Linked DNA regions of Sus scrofa: region 2 is linked to region 1. The links are chromatin contacts, called in public HiChIP or PLAC-seq maps. All regions are on one chromosome and are shown on one strand. Each heading gives the region's core, a stretch centred on a gene start, on an enhancer-like site or on the middle of the called end of the contact. The rest is flanking DNA. Distances are from core to core; before and after follow the strand shown.

Region 1 (5,543 bases), core at 1,588-4,087:
GGAACCCAGCCGATTGCAAAGACACGAAGTTGCCTAACCCAGAGCCAGGCCACAAGAGAAGGCCACCAGGGGTCAGAGGGTCGGCTCCGCAGGGCCCTGGGCACTTGTTTCAAAAGCCCTCAGTCGATAAGTGGAGACAACGAGGGAAAAGACACTTGGCCCAGGTCACACCTGGCTGCTCTCGGCGAGGCGCAGCGCCTGGGGCCACGGGCCACTTCCGGAGGCCTGCGACAGGCTGGGGTGGGGATGGAGGAAGGAGGAAAAACCATCCGGGTTCTTGGATGAAGGGCCGAATGGTCAGAGTTCCAAGTGTTAAGGTTTGAGGCTCCTCTAAGCGGACCGGGCTGGGGCCAGGGTGCAGGATAAGCCTGTCCCCCTGTGTGTTCCTCCTGCGCACCCCCCAGTCGCCGGGTGACAAAGGTTCAAGGGATAGTGCTTAAGGTAGCCTTCGCCTTCTGGCTCTCCTTTTCCAAGTCCTGCCCAGAATCACAAAGTCGGCAGGGAGCAGGCGGTGAGTTCCCCAGAGCTGAGAGGACAGCAGCGTGGAAGGCACAGAGGGACAGTGGCCTGCCCTGTCAAGAGCTAAGGAGTTCCGGTAGGACTCTCGCTCAAGGTCTATACAGTAAGTTACCCGCAAAGCAGTGGATGCCACGGGTAGCAGATTCTTGGTCACATCCAAGGTTAAGAGGGAAAAGAGGACACAGATCACTTGCACAGGAAACCCCAGCAGGCCGCCTGCGTCTTGCCCCATGGGAGAGCTTGGGTCGCACGGCACGGCATGCAGAGGGAGTTTAGGCTGCGGGTCATGGCTCTCTGAGGAGCCACCCCCTTCTGTGTCTACTCTTTGGCCTTTCTGATCAGAGCAAAATGGCAGGTCCACTGGCTAGACAATGGGGCTGGTCGTAGCTCCTGAGCAGGCCCTAGAAGCTGGGGCAAAGAGATGCTGCTCAAAGCAAAGTTGAGTGTTTGTCCTCACGGAACCTGACGTGGCAGACACAAGGTGGAGATCAGACCTCAGATCCTACCTCTGGAACTAAACTGACTTCACGCCGTTTACCAAGTCAGACGCGAGTTTGGAAAACACACTCCCAGAATGAACAGCTTCCCCTGTTTGCCTCTCACTTTTCCCCACGGAGGAGGAAGTCCAAGCACACAGCCCCTGCGGACCTCCGGGCTCCAGGGCATGAGGCTGCAGCCAATGGCTGCACACAGACTTCAGCAAGGCCTTGCAATACGCCTACACCAGGGGGTGCTGGGGTGATAGTGGCGCAAGAGCAGGAGGGAGAGCCCAGCCAAGCAGAGCTGGAGAGGCCCTATAACAAGCAGGTGGGCGAGCCCAGGCACGGAGAGGGAAGGGACCTAAGCCATGTCCTGCTCTAAGTCTGCTGCATTTAAGATGTGGGGCCTGGGGGAGACTCACCGATGCTCCCATGATGATAAAGATATGTGTATCCGACTGATGGAAAGCATCGCCCTGGTACAGCTCTTCCCGCAGGATCCCGCACACTTGGGTCCGGCTCAGAGCCACCTGCTCTGCCATGGTACTCTCTGGAGGAAAAAAAACTTATTGATGAGGCAGGAGAACCGGAAAGCACTGAGAAGCTGGCTGGCCCCTTTCTGGAGGAGTCCTTTGGGCTCTCGTCCAGCTGATGCCTGATTACTGAAACCACTTGGTGGGAATGGCTGCGAGCAGGATGGTTGGGGGATGAGAAACTGCTGGCTCTGGTCATACTCTCCAGACAGCCTTCTTTCAGCGTGTACATTACAACATTACTCTAAGCATTAGTGGACTCCAACGAGGGCCTCAGCTCTGGGGGAGTAACACCAAGCTGGAACATCGGACCACCTGCTAAGGCCATCTCACCAAGGATTCAGGCGGAAGCTCCTCAATGAGCTGGAGCAAGTTAGATCAAGCAGCTGACAGTGTAGATCTAGTCCTCCTCCACCACCGCTGGGAGACCCCGGCCAATCCCCGCCCCTCTCGGGGTCCCCTCAGGGGCCCAATGGGGGTATGCAGGGGACGGTTAGATCAGTTAACACCCTCTCGATTTTGCCCCCTTCCCAAGCGTGGCAAATCAAAGCGTTCGCCCACTCAGTTACCTGTGCTTCACCGCTGCTGCCCTTCGCGCTCGCAGCCCCGGAGTTCCCGGCAGTTTCCTGGGGCTGCGCCCCGCCTGCCCATTTAACTGGCGGGGGCGGGCACCTGGTCTGAGCTGACCAGCCTCAGGCGAGGCGCGCGGGCGGGGCCTCCGTGTGCCCCTCCCCCGAGAGGCGGGGCGAGGCAGGTGCGCGCGCATCTCGGGCCGGTGGGACCCCCCCCCCCCCGCTCCCGCGCGAGGCCTGCCGGCCTGACCCGCTCCGCCCCTTGAGCACCTGCGCCGGCCGCCGGGCTGCGGGCCCCCTGCTGTCCTCGCCGCCGCTGCGCCGTGTCCCCGATGCTTCGCGAGTCCGTGTGCAGCTCCCCACAGCTCGCCCGCGTTCCCATCCCTGGCCTGGCCCCGCCCCTACAGTCTGGCTTTCTCGTCAGCCCGGGGTTGTCCTGCGCCCTCAAGAAGGGCTCCACTTCCGCCGGCAGCGTGGTCACGCCCCTCGACCCCACTTGTAGGCGGGGCCCTCTTTAGCCTCGCCCCCTCACTGGACGGGTCGTCGACTCCGATCAAACTGGCCCTATCACATGATAGCCTCGTCGTGGCTCCTCCCCTAGTGGGGGCGGGGCAGCCGACCTGCCGCTCGCTGGATGCCGCCGCCGGAGAGACAAGGGGAAATGCGGGTCGCGACGCATATTATTGAAGAGTGTCCTACGGGCCAGCCGAGCCTGGTACGCTCGGGCTTCCGTCTGGGGACAAGTCTCCCTCGCGCCTCTCGCGGGCCTGCTGGGGGCGGGGTGGGGGCGGAGTGTGAGTGTTTTACTTCCGGATCCCACAGCTACGACACCGGAAGCAGGAAATGGGAATTTGGCAGCCCGAGAAGGGAAGGGCGACCGCGGAACCCGAACTTTCTCCGAGCGCCGGGGTCCGAGGAGCGCTCGGGACCCGCCGCTCCCGCCCTTCTCACGTCGGACCGACTCTGCTGACAGGTGTGGTCCTCTTCTCCGAAGATAGGGTACTATTGGTGGGCGTTCCGCCACCTCCGAGACCCCCCCTGGACGACCAGGCTTTCCCCTCCTATTGGGCCCCGGCCCGGTTCTGCCGCCCGCTTCTAGATCACCCGCCGAGGCTGGCCAATTCAGGACCCAGGTTACTCTGGCGACGAGCGGGGCAGTTTTCGCCTCTCCTTCCTCTGCCGCGGCGGAGTCTGACCACACCCCTAGTTCGTGGATGACTATTCTACTTCGGAGACATTTTCTGTTCATCGAACTTGACTACATTTGAAGTTGTTAAGTTCTTTAAAAAAGCCTCAAGGGTAATTTGACAGCTAAGCATCTTTCCTCATGCGCTTCATTTTGCTCACTTTGCACAACGGTTAATGTCTGCCGGACCTCATATCAGTTCTGTGACTTGAGGATGAATGGGCCATAAGGAGGCCACTATACCTGGAATAGAGTGAGCGAGGGGGGAATAGTTAGAGAGGAAGCAATGGGGGACCAGATAGTGCACGGCCTACTATCTTGTTGTACGGGTTGTGGCTTTTTGGCGGAGGGCCATGAGGAACTATGGTAGGGATCTGGATAGAGGAGAGACGTGGTAGGAATTACCTTTTGGTCTGATTGTTCTGGCGCGGTGGGTAGAACAGACTGTACGTAGGGGGCAAGGGTTGGAGCAAGGTGATCTGCTAGGAGGTTATTGCAGTTATCCAGGTGAGAGATGATGGGGCTCGGATCGTTTTATTGTGAAAAATACCAAAGATGTGCAAAAGTAGAAAGGATAGTATAAACCCAAGGTACCCACCTCCCAGCGTCAACAGTTATCAACCTGTTGCTACCTTTGCTTAATTTATACCCCTCATAATCTCTTATTTTCAAAAATAGCTTTATTGACATATAATTCACATACCACACAATTCACCCATTGAAAGTGAACAATTCACTGCTTTTCAGTATATTCACACACCTGCACAACCATCACCATTCATTCTCGAACATTTTCATCAACCCATCACCTTATCTACTTCAGTTCTAAGCATCTATTAGTCTTTCCATCTCTCTATGTTTGCCTATTCTGGATAGTTCACATAAATGGACTCATAATATGTGGTTTCTTGTGAGCTGTTTCTCTGTGTTGCTCAGTGTTTTTTTTTTTTTTTTTTTTTTTTTTTTTTTTTTTGTCTTTTTGCCATTTCTTGGACCGCTCCCGGGCATATGGAGGTTCCCAGGCTAGGGGTCCAATCAGAGCTGTAGCCGCCGGCCTACACCAGAGCCACAGCAATGTGGGATCTGAGCCGTGTCTGCAACCTACACCACAGCTCAGGGCAACGCCGGATCGTTAACCCACTGAGCAAGGGCAGGGATCGAACCCGCAACCTCATGGTTCCTAGTCGGATTCGTTAACCACTGCGCCACTCCTGCTCAATATTATTAACATGGTAGGGTAGGAATGTACTAGATTGTGTTTATTCATCAGTCGATGGACATGTAGGTCATTTCCACCCTTTGGCCGCTAAGAGCAGTCTCACGTGGACCTGTGTTTTCATTTTTCTCAGGTACATACCGAGCAGGTCCCCCATTACCTTGAACCAAATTCCAGGCACCTTATAATTTCGCTGTAAATGTTTCAGGATGCATCTCTAAGAATGGACTTTGAAAGAAACAACCACAGTACCAAGTATCACACCTAAAATAAGTTAACATTAATTGCTTAGTGTCCTCAAATAGATTCTAAGATACCTTTTGACGGGATTTCCCAATGGATTAGACGTGAGCCCTGAGGGCCAGAGAGGACTCAAGAAGGACTCCCAGGTTGTGTCCTGCTGACCGGAGGGTGGACGTGCTGTCACCTAATAATAAGGGAGGCTGTGGGTGGAGCCGGCTTCTGGGGACTGTGAGCAGTGCAGTTCTGGAGAGGTGAGTTTTGAGAGGAGGATTAGATGTCCAGCCTGAGATGCTGAGTTTGATGCATGGGGGTTAAAGCTGGGAGTCTGGATGGAATTAGCGCTGGAGTAGCTGTAGTTAGAGAAAAGATGAGATCCCAGAAAGGAGCCCCGGAGCATCACAGCATGAAAAGTGTGGCGAGGATGGTCCACGGAAAGAGCCAGAGCAGGAGCAGCCAGTGAAGTGGTGGCTGTTCTGGACTCAGGGCTCAGCGGTTGGTCAGATAGTGCTGGTGGGTCAGGGGGTTATTCAGAGAAGTATCAGTGTAACAGCGAAACGTCCCAGCTTGTTTGGTGTTAAACGTCTCTAGCTGCAGCTCAGGCTCTCTCCTGGAAGCTTCTTTTGGGATCGGCTTCCTCCTCCATGTAGTCGGTTTTCTTGGGCAGGATTTAAAAGGGCTCCGGGCGGGTGCTGTCCCGCAGAGCGCCCCCCTGCCCCCGCCTCTAGTTCACAGGACGATGCACACAGCTCAGCCTGACTCTCGGCCCTGCCACCTTAGGCTGCAAGCCCAGCTCCC
Region 2 (5,543 bases), core at 1,147-3,646, 120 kb before region 1:
GTTAAGGACCCGGCCTGGCTGCGGCTGTGGCGTAGGCCTGCAGCTGCGGCTCCAGGTGCCAACCAGCCCCGGGATCGTCCATGTGCCACCAGGGCTGCCAGCTCCTCCGCAAGGGCAGAGGGCAGGGGGCACACACCTCGGGCCGTGGGGGCCAGGCAGGGGCTCGGTCACATGTTCTTTCTCTGGCTTTTCGTGTGTCCTGTCCGCGACCATCTAAGGGTGACACGCCCTGCCTGTCTTGGTCCCGGGGGCTGGAACCTGCCACCCCCACGCAGACGGAGGACAGGGTCCCGCTCCCGAGGGGCCTGCGCGGACCAGGAGCCCCTCCCGCGCCAGGTTCAGGAGCAAGGATGCTCCCTGGAGCCTTCTCATTGGCCGGGCCCTCCTGCACTGCTCCCGGCTTGGGCCTGTGTGACCCATCAAGATCCAGCCGAGGGGAGGGAGGGTCACTTGGAGGTGAAGTCATCAGACCGGCACCGTGCCTTGGCCCCGGGGGCGGCTCTGTCTCGCCCAGATCGCTGGCTCTGGGGGAGCCCGGCCCCCAGCGGCCCGGTGGGGAGGCCCCGGCCCCGCCACAGCCCCGCCAGCGATCCTGGAAGCAGAGCCTCCCCTCCCCCAAGCCCCTGCCCCAGGCCGACCAGACTGGCCCCGACTGATGCCTCGACGGCAGCCTGTGACACACCTCCAGCCAGGAGCCCCAGCCAAGCCCTCCAGGACCCTGGCCCTCAGACACCTGCGAGACCTCGAGCGCCGGCCGCGCTGCGCGGCTCCTGGGGGTAGACGTGTGATGCAGCAACGGGTAACGAACGCTCGGTGACTTTCGAAGGAGGCGGCGCCCCGCTAAGTCAGTGGCAGGCCAACAAGCCCCGGAGAAACCCCAGAAGCCCTTCGGAAAAGCCTGCAAAGTCCGATGACACAAACCCTGGAATCGTGTGACCAAGCACAAACCCCACACCACAGAGAGACGAGTGACAAAGCGGGGAAAAAATAGTAGCGAGATGTGACTCAGGGCTCCTATCACGACGTACAGCCAGCTTGAACCCGCCGTCAGGGAAATGCCCGATGATGATGACGGGGCGCCGGGGGTGCGGGGGAAGAGGGGAATGCAGAAAACGGGGGCCCAGGGCCACCCCGCCGTCCGACCCTACAGCCAGGACTCGCTCGGCTGCTGGGGTCCCCGAGCTGCGCACCCCGGGCTCGAATGCCGGCTGGAGACGCGCGGCGCTTCCTCTGCCGCCCCCACCGCACAGCGGGCCGGCCCAGAGCCGGACAAAGACCAGCCGCTGCCAGGACCGGCCGGCCCGGGGGGTGGGCGGTGGGCGGTGGGCGGTGCTGCTGGGCATCGAGCAGGTCCGGGCAGCATCGCCCGGGGGCTGGGAGACCCTCCTGGTGAGGAAGGAGCGTCCGGCAGGAAAGGCCGCGGCTTCCCACCCGCCGGAGAGGGCTGGCCGCACCCACAGACCAGACGACCGCCAGCGCCTCGTTTCCGGGCACACGCCCCCCCCCCGCCGCCGCCCCGATCTCGTCGCCACACGCCCCCAAACCCGCACTCTGGGTCTCAGGGCGCATGTTCCCTCCCGTCCCCGAGCCCGGCTGGGCAGTCGGCTCTTCTGCCTGGGCCTCGGCAGGGAGAGCTTCCAGGCCCCAGGCCCAACTCTCCTCTCCGCCCCCGCCTCCCAGCGTCCAGATGTTATCAGCCCAGCGCCTGCACAGACCTGACGCCTCATCCTGCCCTGGCGGGCGGTGGGCGGCCAGGCACCTTCCAGGGCCCCCGGGGCAGGGAGGGGTGGCGATGACAGCCGCGCTGCTCTCGCGAGAGGCGGCCCCCCCCCCCGCCATTTCCCAAGGCCCTGGGGACCCCGCAAAGGAGCCGGTCCGGGGTAGGGCAGGGGGCACACACCTAGGAGCCACCACCTCCAGAGCAGTGCTTCGCACGGGGGGGTGGGGGGGGTCCCCGGACCAGCGGCGGTGGCACGGGCATCACCCAGGAGCTTGCTGGAGTCCCCACCTCTCAGGCCCCACCCTAGAGCTGCAGGATCAGAGGCTCTGGGGTGGGGCCCGGCGGCCACCTGGCTTGGAACGAGCCCTCCAGGTGTTCCCACGCACCTTCCAGCGTGACAACCGCTGGGAGGGGGCGCTCCGCAGCTCGCCCGCTTCTAGAGACACCGGAGCTTTCTCTGCGGGCTCACCTTGACCTCTCCGGGTGAGAGGCAGGCGGGCAGGCAGGCAGGCACTGATGGCTGCTGCAACCCCAGGTTGTCCGGGAGAACCGGCGTGCTGGGGCAGGATTCCCGCCCAGCAGGCCACACCTGTCAAGCGACACGGGGAACACTTTGTGACTTCCCGCTGTCCCCGCCTCCGGAAGCATGGGCCCTGGCGGACACCCCTGACAGACGCCAGGCACTGGCCCCAGCTCTGCCCACCTGTCCCTGGATACTACCCGTCTGTGCCTGTTTGCGGGGCGGGGGGCGGGGGAGCGGCGGAGGAGGGGATCCAGGCTTCACCGAGAACCCTCCCAGGCACACCCAGGGGCGCTGGAACACAGCGGGCCGGGAAAGGGGTGGGAGTGGGGGTGGGGGGAGGGCGCCCCATTCGGGGCCCTGGGAGCGGAGGCGGGGGGCGGGGGCGAGCTCTCCGGAGCACAGAGCCAGGCTGCCCTCAGAGGCCAGGGCTGGGCGGGGCCGGGGGCGCAGTGACCCTGCCCTCTGCCGTCCTGGCGGGACGGCGGCCGCCTCCTCCCCCTCTCACCGGGCCCCTGGGGGCCCCCAATACACGGCCTCTGGCCATCGCGAGGGCCAGACACCCTCCGAACCCGGAGGGGAGTCCCTCTGGGAGCTGCGGGAGGGGCGCCGGCGGAGCCCCCAAGCCATCCCAGGGCTTGGCCTCTTTGGACGCTTCCCGTCGGCCTCTCCCCGGAGGAAGGCAAAGACCCCCGGGGTCCGGCGGAAAAGGCAGCCTGGTCGCGCCCGGGACCTACAGGGGCGGGGTCGGGGAAGCGAGGGCGGTGACCAAGGGGCGGGGCCCCGCCTTCCGACCCGCCCCTTCCGGCCGGCTCCGCCAATGACCAAGCTCGACTCGGGACGCGCCCGGCCCCCTGGCGGCCGAGGAGGCCCGGCCCCTGTGGTGTGACGGGCACCCTTTCTGCCCAATGCGAACAAGGCGGGCCGCCTGCCCCCGCGCCCCTCTGGGCTGGGCTCCCGGGCCCTTTTTTCTCACCGGCGGGCGGCCCGGCGGGCTGCGGGTCGCCGGACGTCCTGCCCGGCCTCTCCGTGCCGAGCCGCGCGAGCGGTCCGGCGTGGGCACGCTCAGCCCTGCTGGTGTGCTTCCGGTGTGTACTTGTATTGTGAAGTAATGAAGCGCACAGGAAGTTACACGGAGACGCCCGAGAGGCCGGAGCCCCTCGCGCGTGGGTCGGTGGTCCGCGCTTCCTCTGTACTGCTGCGTCAGCCTGTCGCACAGCCAGTGCGATCGCTTCCCAGGCGATGCCGTGGGTGCCTCGCGAGCGCTGCTCGGGGTTTTGTCCCCGGTTGCGTGTCCGAATGTGTGTGTGTGTGTGTGTGTGTGCACGCGCGTAGCTCCGGGCAGTTTCGTCACGCGTGTGGGTTCAGGTGGCCCCCACTGCGATCGAGGTCCAGCCTGTCCCCTCCTGAGGGTCCTTCCTGTTGACCTGTCATAGCCACGGCCTCCCCCCTCCTCCTCCCCCCCCTCGATCCCTGGCAACCAGAACTCCAGTCTCAGTTACTGCGGCACATAAATGGAACCCGGCAGGATGCCACCTGGAGGGGGCGCGTGCTCCCTCACGCACTGCCCTCGAGAGCCATCCATCCAGATGGTTGCGTGGGTCAGTGGTCAGCGCTTCCTCTGTACTGCTGCCCGGAGGCCTGGGTCCACACCAAGCACTCACTCACCCACCCCCCGAAGGTCATGCCGCTTGTTCCCACGTTTAGGCTTCCGCAAATAAATCTGCTCTGCTCGCGGGCCTACACGGTTTCCGCTTCCGCTTCCTTGGCATAAAGGCCCCACGGTGCAATTGCTGGGCGCTCCCGGAGGTGGACGCTTAGCCCTCAGAGAGACTGGCAGATTGCCTTCCGACTTGCCAACATAGGTATTCACACAGTTGTATTTCTTTCTTTTATTTACTTACTTTTTTTTTTTTGTCTTTCGTCTTTCTAGGGCCGCACCCGCGGCATATGGAGGTTTCCAGGCTTGCGGTCTAATCGGAGCCATGGCTGCTGCCTTAAGCCACAGCCACAGCAAGGCTAGATCCCAGCCCCGCCTGCGACCTACACCACAGCTCACGGCAACACCAGATTCTCAACCCACTGAGCGAGGCCTGGGATCGAACCTGCGTCCTCATGGAGACTGGTCAGGTCCATTTCCACTGAGCCTCTCCGGGAACTCCAGCCTTGAAATTTAATGCACACCATGTAATCGCCTCCTCCAAAGACCCTACTTGTCACACACCCTACTCGTTGGGCTGTTAGTCCCTCGTTCCACAGGTTGCAATCATCTTCCCTCAGTCGGTCTCTTGTCATAACAGACCAGGCTTTTCGGCCTTGCTTTCCGATGTCAAGACGCTCATCCTTGCTTTTGGCCCCGCCCCTGACACGCACAAGTTCTGGAACCAGGAATCAAACCGGAACCCACAGCAGTGATGACGCCAGAGCTTTAACCCGAGGAGCCACCAGGGAACACCAAGAAGCTATGCATTTCTATATGACCAAGTTTATTAAAATCTCAATTGATTTCTGGGTTATACAACTTTTTTTTTTTTTTATTTTTTAGGGCCGCACCCTCGGCATATGGAAGTACCCGGGCTAGGGGTCGAATCAGAGGTGTAGCTGCCACCCTACACCACAGCCACACCCACGCCAGGTCCAAGCCGCGTCTGCGACTTCGGCAACACCTGAGCCTTAACCCCCTGAGGGAGGCCAGGGATCGAACCCACCTCCTCAGCGATACTAGTGGGATTCCTTTCTGCTGAGCCACCCCAATGGGAACTCCCTGGCTATGTATCTTAGGTGGAAAGTCATTATTATTTTTTTTTTGTCTTTTTGTTGTTGTTGTTGTTGTTGTTGTTGCTATTTCTTGGGCCGCTCCCGCGGCATATGGAGGTTCCCAGGCTAGGGGTCGAATCGGAGCTGTAGCCACCGGCCTACGCCAGAGCCACAGGCAACGCGGGATCCGAGCCGCGCCTGCAACCTACACCACAGCTCACGGCAACGCCGGATCGTTAACCCACTGAGCAAGGGCAGGGACCGAACCCGCAACCTCATGGTTCCTAGTCGGATTCGTTAACCACTGCGCCACGACGGGAACTCCCGAAAGTCATTATTTTTGAATCAGAAAGCAGTTCTCATGGCGTAGCAGAAACAAATCCAATGGGTATCCATGAGGACGCGGGTTTGATCCCTGGCCTCGCTCAGTGGGTCAGGGACGCGGCCTTGCCGTGAACTGTCGTGTAGGCTGCAGACACCGTTCGGATCCCGGGTTGCTATAGCTGTGGCCTAGGCTGGCAGCTGTAGCTCCGATTCAACCCCTAG

Evidence for each region. HiChIP or PLAC-seq counts read pairs in DNA pulled down with a chosen protein or histone mark.
Region 2: an H3K27ac HiChIP or PLAC-seq map of skeletal muscle shows a contact between it and region 1, with 3 times the contacts expected there. The contact joins the enhancer-like site here to the promoter of G6PD in region 1. A contact is called at or near these places in 2 of 5 promoter capture datasets (fetal liver and liver), 10 of 47 Hi-C or Micro-C datasets (alveolar macrophages, blood, fetal liver and 4 more) and 2 of 2 datasets of contacts at active chromatin or transcription factors (alveolar macrophages and skeletal muscle).

Annotation. Positions count from the first base shown.
Region 1 is chrX:125,038,203-125,043,745 of Sscrofa11.1, forward strand. G6PD (glucose-6-phosphate 1-dehydrogenase) reads right to left here and starts at 2,838. Exons shown (of 13, transcript XM_021080744.1): 1 at 2,374-2,838; 2 at 1,421-1,548. The coding sequence starts at 2,485. It also overlaps a transcript of IKBKG not described here.
Region 2 is chrX:124,918,030-124,923,572 of Sscrofa11.1, forward strand. No RefSeq gene overlaps it. Among named protein-coding and RNA genes, the nearest start is that of RPL10, 6.4 kb to the right of the region's middle. Within about 2 kb of position 2,397, at least 25 of the 83 cell types and tissues checked have an H3K27ac peak or open chromatin away from gene starts, as enhancers often do. A contact at or near this core is called in alveolar macrophages, fetal liver, retroperitoneal adipose tissue and 2 more, where this site is marked.